Linked DNA regions of Arabidopsis thaliana: region 2 is linked to region 1. The links are chromatin contacts, called in public ChIA-PET maps. All regions are on one chromosome and are shown on one strand. The core of a region is the stretch at or near the end of the contact, and the rest is flanking DNA. Distances in the headings are between cores, read along the strand shown.

The links. ChIA-PET counts read pairs in DNA pulled down with a chosen protein or histone mark.
Region 2: an H3K4me3 ChIA-PET map of shoot shows a contact between it and region 1, with 13 read pairs. The contact joins the promoter of AT5G27650 here to the promoter of AT5G27470 in region 1. A contact is called at or near these places in 1 of 26 Hi-C or Micro-C datasets (root) and 1 of 2 datasets of contacts at active chromatin or transcription factors (shoot).

What each region holds. Positions count from the first base shown.
Region 1 is chr5:9,692,891-9,697,814 of TAIR10.1, reverse strand. AT5G27470 (seryl-tRNA synthetase / serine-tRNA ligase) reads right to left here and starts at 2,877. Exons shown (of 8, transcript NM_122629.3): 1 at 2,596-2,877; 2 at 2,445-2,515; 3 at 2,095-2,256; 4 at 1,891-2,005; 5 at 1,604-1,797; 6 at 1,416-1,519; 7 at 1,133-1,316; 8 at 426-1,053. The coding sequence starts at 2,728. The coding sequence ends at 661. It overlaps AT5G27460 (Tetratricopeptide repeat (TPR)-like superfamily protein), which reads left to right and starts at 2,971. Exons shown (of 2, transcript NM_122628.3): 1 at 2,971-3,272; 2 at 3,351-4,640. The coding sequence starts at 3,000. The coding sequence ends at 4,553. It overlaps MK (mevalonate kinase), which reads right to left. Exons shown (of 5, transcript NM_122627.6): 5 at 4,590-4,924. The coding sequence ends at 4,840.
Region 2 is chr5:9,783,973-9,789,241 of TAIR10.1, reverse strand. AT5G27650 (Tudor/PWWP/MBT superfamily protein) reads right to left here and starts at 3,835. Exons shown (of 2, transcript NM_122647.3): 1 at 2,582-3,835; 2 at 1-2,216. The coding sequence starts at 3,731. The coding sequence ends at 148. It overlaps TIF3B1 (translation initiation factor 3B1), which reads left to right and starts at 3,954. Exons shown (of 12, transcript NM_122646.4): 1 at 3,954-4,051; 2 at 4,459-4,592; 3 at 4,843-5,080; 4 at 5,256-5,269. The coding sequence starts at 4,483.

The sequences.
Region 1 (4,924 bases), core at 1,628-4,127:
TTAGTTAAATTTTTTTTATTGTTAATTATTTTTTTAATATCAACAAAGAAATATATATGATCTGATATAAATATAATTTTATATATAAATTTTTTAAAGTAAATAAGTATAATATTTAGATGTATATTAAATAGATAGTTTATTTAAATATCTATTTTCTTTAGTTAAAATTAGCATAATAGTTTTTGGCGACTATTTAAATATCTATTTTATTTTACTGCCACGTGTTATAATCTTGTGAGTTAGTAACTTTTGAAACCGTACTTTATATAATAAGATTGATATAGTTTTTGACGGTTATACTCGACTTAATTTTTGAGACTTTTTTTTTTTTCTTTTTTTTTTACGTTTTTGAGATATCTAAACTCAAGTTTGTTAATATGCCAAAAGTTTGGTGAAATTAATACAAAAATTTAGCTCATTGAATAAAATAACTTATATTTGTAGTACTTATATTACGTCTTTGATTTATCATTGAAGTAAAGTTAACAATGATTCGCCAAACAAAAGGAACAAATACTAGCAGAAATCAGATGATAAATAACGGTCCTGGTAAAATAACAGAAGTCCAAAAAAATTCCACAAAGTAAAGAAATTTATCGAAGTGTTTCATCAATTTCAAGAAAACAGAAGAGTCGTTAATCTGAATCAATACATCAATCAAGCTTTCGATTTCTTCCCTTTGGTATCAGCAACTACGGGCTTGGCCTTGAAAGGCAAAAACGTCTCTCCGCCCATAAACGGCTGCAGAACCTCAGGAATGTCGACACCATCCTCTCGCTGGTAGTTCTCGAGAATGCAGCAAATGGTCCTCTCTGTTGCAGTAAGTGTCGAATTCAGCATATGCACATACTGCTTTGTCTGCTCATTGCTCTTTTTCTGACCGTATCTGATCTCAAGCCTGCGAGCCTGGTAGTCTGTACAGTTGGAACAAGACACAAGCTCCCTGAATGTCTCGGACGAAGGAAACCAAGCTTCCAAATCGTACTTTTTCGCAGCTGCATCATTCAATGCTCCAGAGACGATCGAGACGATTTGGTATGGAAGTTTTAGCTGCAGAGAAACCACACAGTTGACTATTTAGAAACTATTAAAATGTATAAGGTTTCTTAACTTAAGGTATCGAGATTACCGCTTGGTAAAAATCTTCAGAGTTCTTCATCATCTCATCGAGCATTTCCCACGAGGCATTCTCGTTAGGGCCGGTGATGCAAAACTGTTCAATTTTCTCAAACTGGTGAACACGGAAAATACCAAGGGTGTCTCTTCCATGTGAACCGGCTTCTTTTCTAAAGCAGGATGAGTAACCAGCATATCTGGACCAAAAAAATACATAATGTTGGCGGATTTTCCCAATACATTAAAGAAACAATTGTCTTAAAGCTGCGAGTAGGTGTTACTATGTTTGTTTATACCTTAGGGGAAGCTCAGTCGGATGAATCCATTCATCAATATGGTACGCACAAAGAGGCTGCTCAGCAGTTGCAATGAGGTATTTGTCATCTCCTTCACCAGTCACCTGGACAAAAAAAAAACACAATCTTCTATGAATAAAACTACTCTAACAAGACAAGTACACAGATGTTTTGTAACAATTAAATACCTTGTAAAGCTCTTCATCGAACTGTGCCAATTGTGCGCACTTGGCCATAACATCCTTCCTCATGAAAAAAGGAGGTTGCAATCCTGTGAATCCTCTCTTTTTCAAGAAAGTTAACCCAAAGTTGATAAGAGCTTGGTTAAGCATCAAACCATCTCCTTTCAAGAAAAAGCCTCTTGCTCCAGCGATTTCAGCACCTGAGGCCAAAATAGCATTACAATTGAAACCCTATAGCACAAAAACCCTTTAACACAGAGCAAGGAGGTCGGCAAAGTGCAAGTCAATACTACCTCTTTTGGTATCTGCAATACCGAGAAGCTCAACAAGATCCACATGGTTTTTCAGCTTCAGACCAGGCGTAGAAAACCGCTTTTCACCCCACAGTTTAATCACAAGATTATTAGCCTGCATACATTAAAACACCATAAATATATCTCTCTCTCACCACCACATGAATCAAGTTTCTAACTTTGAAGGAAAGAAATGGCACTAACCTCGTCCTTATCAACTGGAACAGAATCATGGACCAAATTACCAACTTGCTCCAACTTGGCTTTCAAAGCAGCATAAGCTTCACGAACTTCAGCCTCCTTTGCAGTAGAATCTTGTTTGTTTTTCTCAGTTTGTTGAATAATCTCACTCGCATCTTCTTTTTTCTATTCCAAAGAAACCAAAAACAAAACCCTACTATTACTAACTCCCATCAATGTTGCAGCTCAAACGAACTAAATCATTCACCAACTATGGCATTCACACTAATAAGTAAATCCTCAAATTCCAGATCCTAAAAGCAACCACTACGGATCTAACAGAAGATTACTATAAAATTTGAGATTAAACTAACAATTTTGAGCTGCGCCACTTGCTTATTGAGCTTGTTGAACTCCTTTCTGAAGCTATCAACTTCAAATTGACCTGAAACACAACAAATTTTGATAGCATCAAAGCTCAAAATTCGTTAAAAGAGAGCAAATGGATCAATCGTGGATACTTACGCTGACGCCATTCCTTGTCCAGCTTAATGATCTCATCGACGATTTCAACGCTGGCAAATCTCCGGCGTTGCGATTCTCGGATAATCTCCGGATTGTTACCTTTCTCTTCACGAAATAGATTGATATCCAACATCTTTCCTGCTCCTTCTCTGTGAATCAAAAGCAGACACAGAAATTTGGATTCGAAGAAAACGAAGTCGGCGCTTGAAGGTGAGGAAGAAGAAGGAAGCTAATGTTTCAGGTTTTTGACCATACGACGTCGGTTCTTTAAACGGGCTTATAACTATTGATATGGGCCGGGTAAGCCCAACTTAATTTAATACGGCCCAAATCCACTCTCACCGTCTCTTCTCTGAGATTCTCGAGAAAGACCGAACCAGTTTCGCGGCGGCTCCAAAATCCAAATGCTGATTCGTTGCGTTGCGGTTGCGAAGACGAGGTTCAACACCACCGGCGTAGTATCAAGGCTCGTGTCTTCACTTGCAGATGGTTCGGACACGTCATCAGTCGCAAATCGGAATAGCTTGAAGGAGATACTGAGAAAGAACGGTCCACGACGCAGCGTTACCTCTCTGCTTCAGGAACGGATCGATTCGGGTCATGCCGTCTCTTTATCGGAGCTCCGATTGATTTCCAAGCGTCTCATTAGATCAAATCGTTACGATCTCGCTCTCCAGGTTTGAAATTTTTCCCTTAATTAAAACTGAGAACTAAGCTTTTGATTTTGATTTTGCCAGTAATGTGTGTATATACAGATGATGGAGTGGATGGAGAATCAAAAAGATATTGAATTTAGTGTTTATGACATTGCTCTTAGATTGGATTTGATCATCAAAACTCATGGCTTGAAACAAGGAGAGGAGTATTTTGAGAAGCTGCTACATAGTTCTGTGTCTATGAGAGTAGCGAAATCGGCTTATCTTCCGCTTCTTCGTGCTTATGTGAAGAATAAAATGGTTAAAGAAGCGGAAGCTCTAATGGAGAAGTTGAATGGATTAGGGTTTCTTGTTACTCCACACCCGTTTAACGAAATGATGAAGCTTTATGAAGCTAGTGGTCAGTATGAGAAAGTAGTTATGGTTGTTTCGATGATGAAAGGGAATAAGATACCAAGAAACGTTCTTTCGTATAATCTTTGGATGAATGCATGTTGTGAAGTGTCTGGAGTTGCGGCTGTGGAAACGGTTTATAAGGAAATGGTTGGTGATAAGAGTGTTGAAGTTGGGTGGAGTTCGTTGTGTACTTTAGCTAATGTTTATATTAAGAGTGGTTTTGATGAGAAGGCTAGGTTGGTGCTTGAGGATGCGGAAAAGATGTTGAATAGAAGTAATAGGCTTGGATATTTCTTTCTTATCACGCTTTATGCGTCTTTAGGGAATAAGGAAGGAGTTGTTCGTTTGTGGGAAGTTTCTAAATCGGTTTGTGGTAGGATTAGTTGTGTGAACTACATATGTGTATTGTCGTCTTTGGTGAAAACTGGTGATCTTGAAGAGGCTGAAAGGGTGTTTAGTGAGTGGGAGGCTCAATGTTTTAACTATGATGTTAGGGTCTCCAATGTTCTTTTGGGTGCTTATGTGCGTAATGGAGAAATCCGGAAAGCCGAGTCATTGCATGGTTGTGTGTTGGAGAGAGGAGGTACTCCAAACTACAAGACCTGGGAAATCTTAATGGAGGGATGGGTGAAATGTGAGAATATGGAGAAAGCCATTGATGCTATGCACCAAGTGTTTGTACTAATGAGGCGGTGTCATTGGAGGCCATCCCATAACATCGTCATGGCGATTGCCGAGTACTTTGAGAAAGAGGAGAAAATTGAAGAAGCAACTGCATATGTTAGAGATTTGCATCGTCTTGGTCTTGCAAGCTTACCATTATACAGATTGTTACTTAGAATGCATGAACATGCCAAAAGACCAGCTTATGATATCTATGAAATGATGAAGTTGGACAAACTATGAATATACGAGGAAATAATGTGATCAATGTGACAATCTAAGTAAAAACTTTGTCATTTTATATTTCCCATCATGAAACATAACAATTTCAAAATACAAAAAAAAAAACTAAACAATCTTTGCTTTTTTCAATTATTTGTCACATGGTATAATAATAAAGCAATTTTACATTCAACACATCATTTATAAGAAAAAATCGACTCTTTGAATTTCTAATTGCAGCCTTCTTGACGTACACGTCAGCAAGTTTAAGAATGGTGAGAGGCCAAATATGATTTTTCCGACCTGATCAATAGCAAATCTGAGCTCCGTTACCACCAATCAATGCCGTGAAACACTGAAAACCGCTGGACTCGAGCTCCTCCACCACTTTG
Region 2 (5,269 bases), core at 2,586-5,085, 90 kb before region 1:
CCTGGGAGAGGGAGAGGGAGAGAGATTCATCATTATAAATTGTAATACATGATTTAAAGTTAACGAACCAAACTAATACCTAACATACAATATTATCACCAAAAACCAAACAAACACTCACATTTTCTCTCAACGGGCTTCGTTTTGTTACAAGGGATGATAAGGGACGTAGCCCAATAAGCCCGTGACGTTAGCCACTACTTCGTTGCATTTTGACAAAAGGTTGAGCATCTGGTGAGAGATGTCCCCAGCGCTAACCGCTGGGATCGGGCCACGGAAGTTTCTTGAAGGTGGCATTGGTGGTTCGACGTGGTCTACTGGTTTAATGGGAAGTTGTTGTGGTTTTGTGTATTGTGGAGGGAGAGGAAGAATTGGAGGCAATGTAGAAGGAGGAAGCTGTTGATGATGAACAACGTTTTGAAACTTCTTACTAACAAATTCCATTGGAACAGATGATGATGATGAAGAAGGTCCACTGTTTCTATTCAAGGTCATTGTGACCTGTGGTGGCTCGGTGTTTGCTTTACTCGAGTTTTCTTCACCACCTAACATGAATTTGACTCTTACGGCTGCGCGGTTACCGTTTCCATTGTTGCTACTACTGCTCGGGTCATCAACTGGTTTCTTCAAACAGGATTTGAGGTTGACGTTTGGTGGCGGTAATGTTGGTTGGTGAAGCGGTGGTGCTTGGTCCAACCACTGGCTCTGTGGTTCATCATCTTCCTTGGTGTTTTCTGGCTCACGAGGCTCGGCTTTAGGAGCATCCACATCACGGAGAAAGTACTTTACATTCACGTTTCCAAATAGAGTGTTGTTTCCTGTTGCATATCGAAAAGCAGTCTGGGCATCGGCTTTGTACAGAAAGACAACACGGCAGGTCGATGATTTCCAGAAAACCCTAATGGCGGATTGATCTAACAGCCCGAAGCGACCAAACCTCGCCTTTAGCAATGCGGCTGAAGGGAGAGATGTGCCAGGTGGGAATTTCATGACCAGCATTGTTGGCTCAACCACCTTAACTGATGGAGCTGTTTTCTTCCCGGTTTGACCTCTGGCTGGTTTTGCTTGTACCACCCTGCTTGGCTCTCTTATTGGTTTTATACTATCCTTTGCTTCTCGAATGATCTTCTTTTCAGAAGCCATTGATTTCAACTGATTAGTTTTCTTCAGCTTCTTAGCTGATGGGATTTCATCTTGACGATCAGAAGAGAGCCGTTTTTTTCCAGCTTTTGATGGGTCTTCGGTTCTCTTCACTGTCTTGACAGGTTTTGAGGGTTTTGTGTCTCTGGCATTTTCGACAGTAGCATCAGAGGAAGATACAGACAAGCTTTTCTGGTAATTAAGTGAACGGAAACGGAGAAAAAATTTCCTAGCAGTTCCAAAAGAAGCAACGGATAAACCGTGGAAAGGGTCAAGAGAGAGATCTTGCAGATGGCTCAACAGCTGCGGCACATCGGCTTCCATATAGGTTTGTAAATGCGCTGAACCAAGCTGGGACAATTTCTTGGCCCCAGCTTCCCCAGAATACAAATTTTTTCTCTTCACTGGATGGTCAGAATCAGGCTCTTTCTTCTTTTTCTTTTTCTTTTTTGGCTCTGAAGGAGGATTCTCCGAGCTCATTTCACTTGAAGATCGTTTAGCAACTTTGACTTTCTTGATTACAGACCCTGTGGAACTTTTCCCCTCAGATGCTGAGGTATGAGACTCAAGCAGAGGCTGGAGAGAACTTCCAGCTGATCCAAGATCTGTTCCAGCTTCTTCTTTAGGTTTAAGACTCGCCATAGCTTCAGATTTCCCATGCTCTGGAAGTACAGCAGCTCTTTCTTCCATTCTCTCCTTTGATTTTTCAGCTAGACCCTTTTCTTCATCAAGAGAGGGCTTTGAAGCTGAAAATTCTTTACCAGGAATAGCTGTATTTGAAGAGGCAAAATCCATGCTGACGATCCCAGACTTCTCATCTTTCATTGGAGTTTGAAGCGTCGGAGCTCTTCTCTGCAGCCCAAAATCCCCATCCAAAGATCCATCAATTCCCTGGATATGAGAAGCTTCTGAACTTGCTTCAATTTCGCCAAACTGAACAGACTTATCACCAGCTTCATCCCTTCGTTTGAGAAGATACTTGTCTTTTTTTTTAGAGACCTTAACCTTTGTGGGTTTTTTAGAGCTCTTAAGGTCACCTAGCGTTTCTGCTATGACCAGTGGGCCACTCAAGGGAGCTGGAAATAAGAGAAATTGAAACAACACATCACCCACCAAGAAAATGAACAATAAAGCAAACAAGGTAAATGTATGCGGGACTCTCCATAGTAGAAAGAGGCGCAGAATTGTTATCAGGCCACGTTTTCGAATGCACAGTTTAGCATCAATGAGACTTCACTATTCTTTCAAGCATGCTATGTAAAGAATTCAACTACAAAGATATAAATCCTAAAATCATGAGCACAGAGGATCTAAAAGTAAAACCCTAAAACCAAGTTACAGTATCTAATATCTATGTAACACATATGAAAGCTGTTTCAAGTCTACAACGAAAAAACCCATATACAAACAATAACATGATTTTCTGAAAAGTGGCTAATACCTCGAGGCGGTGCTCTATTATGAGGTTCCAGCGTACTCACTGAACTGCGGGGTGATTTTGTCCCAAAGGCCTGTGCATAAGTTTCATCAAACTCCTCAAACACTGACTTGCGGAAAGCAAAAACCACTGCTTTCTTCTTCATAAACTTTAAACTGTCTGGATCACACTCTTGAGGTGCTAACGCCAATTGCTTCACAAACGAAATGGTTTCAGCGGGTAAAAACTTATCCCTAGAATTCTTAATCTGATCAACAGAGTAAACGGCTTGAAGCTCGTAATCAGGCACATCAACAGCAAAGTAATCTTCCACATTACTAGGCCTAAAGTTATAAGGATTCCGACATTTACAAGTCAAACCAAGAGCTGACCTTCTACTCGCCTCATCCTTGGCTTCCTCCACAGCTCTCACAAAATGCTTCGAAACCGTCTGCTGTGATTTCTCCTCTAAATTCGGTTCGAAAGGAATAAGCTCAGCAGGATCAAACCAACCATAACTACTATCACCGAAAAACGCAACAAGAACATGATCAATCCTCCTCATACGACGAACAGAAGGAGACGCAAAAGCTTCATTGAATATATGACCAGGCCACCAAGGATGAGACTTTACCTTTCCCCAAACCAAATCTCCAACTTCAAACCCATAACTCAATGCCCTCGAAACTCCAGAACCCATTTTCTCACTTGCAACATAATCATCAAACTCAGATAAAAGAGATTTATAATCCGAAACTCCTTTTTTCTCTTCCTTCAAACCCAAATCTAATTCCTTCTCATCAGCTTCAGAACCAAGCTCACTAGATTGATCATCAGAGCCATCTTCTTCTTCTTCTTCTTCTTTAACCTCAGAACTCTCATCATCCTTATCAATTAAAACATCCTCGCTTTTAATCTCATCTTCCTCCTCACTCCCTACGACACCATCTTTCTCCGATCTCTCACTTTCGAGAACCCTAGCGTCATTTGTAACCGCCGAATCTAGCTCCATAGGTGAAGAAGCTTCAACATCATCATCAATGGCTTCGTGAACATCCCCGCTCGAATCAACTACAGTATCATCTGGAGTTACCTTAGGATCCTGAATCGAATCCGTTTGTTGAACAATCACAGCATCCTCGTTCATCACCGGGATTAATTTAGTTTTGTACATTACAAATCGATAAGAACCCTAGCAACAACAACAACGATCCTCCGATGAGAGATTATCCGAATTTGGTTCTCGAGGACACCAAATGAAAGAGACGGATTATTGTTAAAAAAAAAAAAAAGCTAATCGAGAGAAAGACAATAAATTAGATCTACTGATTACTATTGAATTGGGCTTACCCGGCCCATATAAATATTTATAAGCCCGTTTAAGGAACCGACGTCGTATGATCCAAAAAGACCTGAAAACAATCGCTCCTTCTTCCTCACCTTCAAGCGCCGTCTTCTTCTTTGTTTTTTGCTCTCGGCTGATCTCTGTATTGGGTACGTTTCTTATCTCGATTTCAGTGTTCATTTGTTTTTTTTGTCTTTTCTTATGTAGCTATGAGACAGGATCCAGAACGATGCAATAGATATAAGAGAGCCTTCAGGAAAATTTTGCCATTTTTCTCCATTTCACCTGTTGTTGGGTTCTAGATTAAATAAAACTAGAGTATAGTTAATAATTTCTATAGGCATGGTTTTAGATTTACATTATAGTGGGAGTGATGATTCAAAGTTTTAGTCTTTGAACATTTGGCCATGGTAGTTTGTTGTTTTAATACTTGTTTAGGGTTAACAAAAAACCTACTTTTAGATCTAAAGACTCAGATTTTTCACATTTATTTATCGACTTAAAGTTGGAATGTGTTAAAGACTGATAGCTCTCTCTATATGGCTTTCTTTGGCAGATTTTTGATATAAGGTTTGAAATCATGGAGGTCGTTGATATTGATGCCCGAGCTGCTAAGTTAGGGATTGATTGGTCTCAGGTTAATTTTGATTCCATCCAACTTCCTCCTGGAGAAGACTTTGGGATCGAGAGGTGAGATTTTCCTTTAGATCTCTGGTTGTTCATATACGGTCACTTCTATTTCTAATCTTCTTGTGTTTATACGATGGGATGATTTTATTCTAGGTTTTGCTATTGTATGTATGAAAATTTTGTGTATTTCGAATTGGTTTATCTCTTTCCTTGATGGTGCAAAGCTTATTATATTTATACATTTTATCTATGAACGTATGAAAAATGGAACTGATTCGTTATACACTTTTTTTTTCTGTGATGGTTGTAGTGATGATGAAGCTGTTTACCAGGATGACCAGTCTGAATTCGACACTGGATTCGGTAACATTATCGTGGTCGATCACCTCCCTGTTGTTCCCAAGGAGAAGTTTGAGAAACTTGAAGGTGTTGTCAAGAAAATTTACAACCAGTTAGGTGTGATTAAGGAAAATGGACTGTGGATGCCTGTTGATCCCGATACCAAGATGACATTGGGCTACTGTTTTATTGAGTTCAACACTCCTCAGGTTATTTATCTACTTGATTAGCTTAATCTCTGTTTTGTTGGATTCTGAAGCAATAATGTCGGCGTCATATGTTTCAATACTTTATTTCTCTTGTTAGAAAGGAGCCCAAACTAGGTTGTTCTTAATGGTTGAGTATTTCCTAAGAGTTTCTCTCAATGTCTGGGGCTCTTTGCAGGAAGCACAAAACGC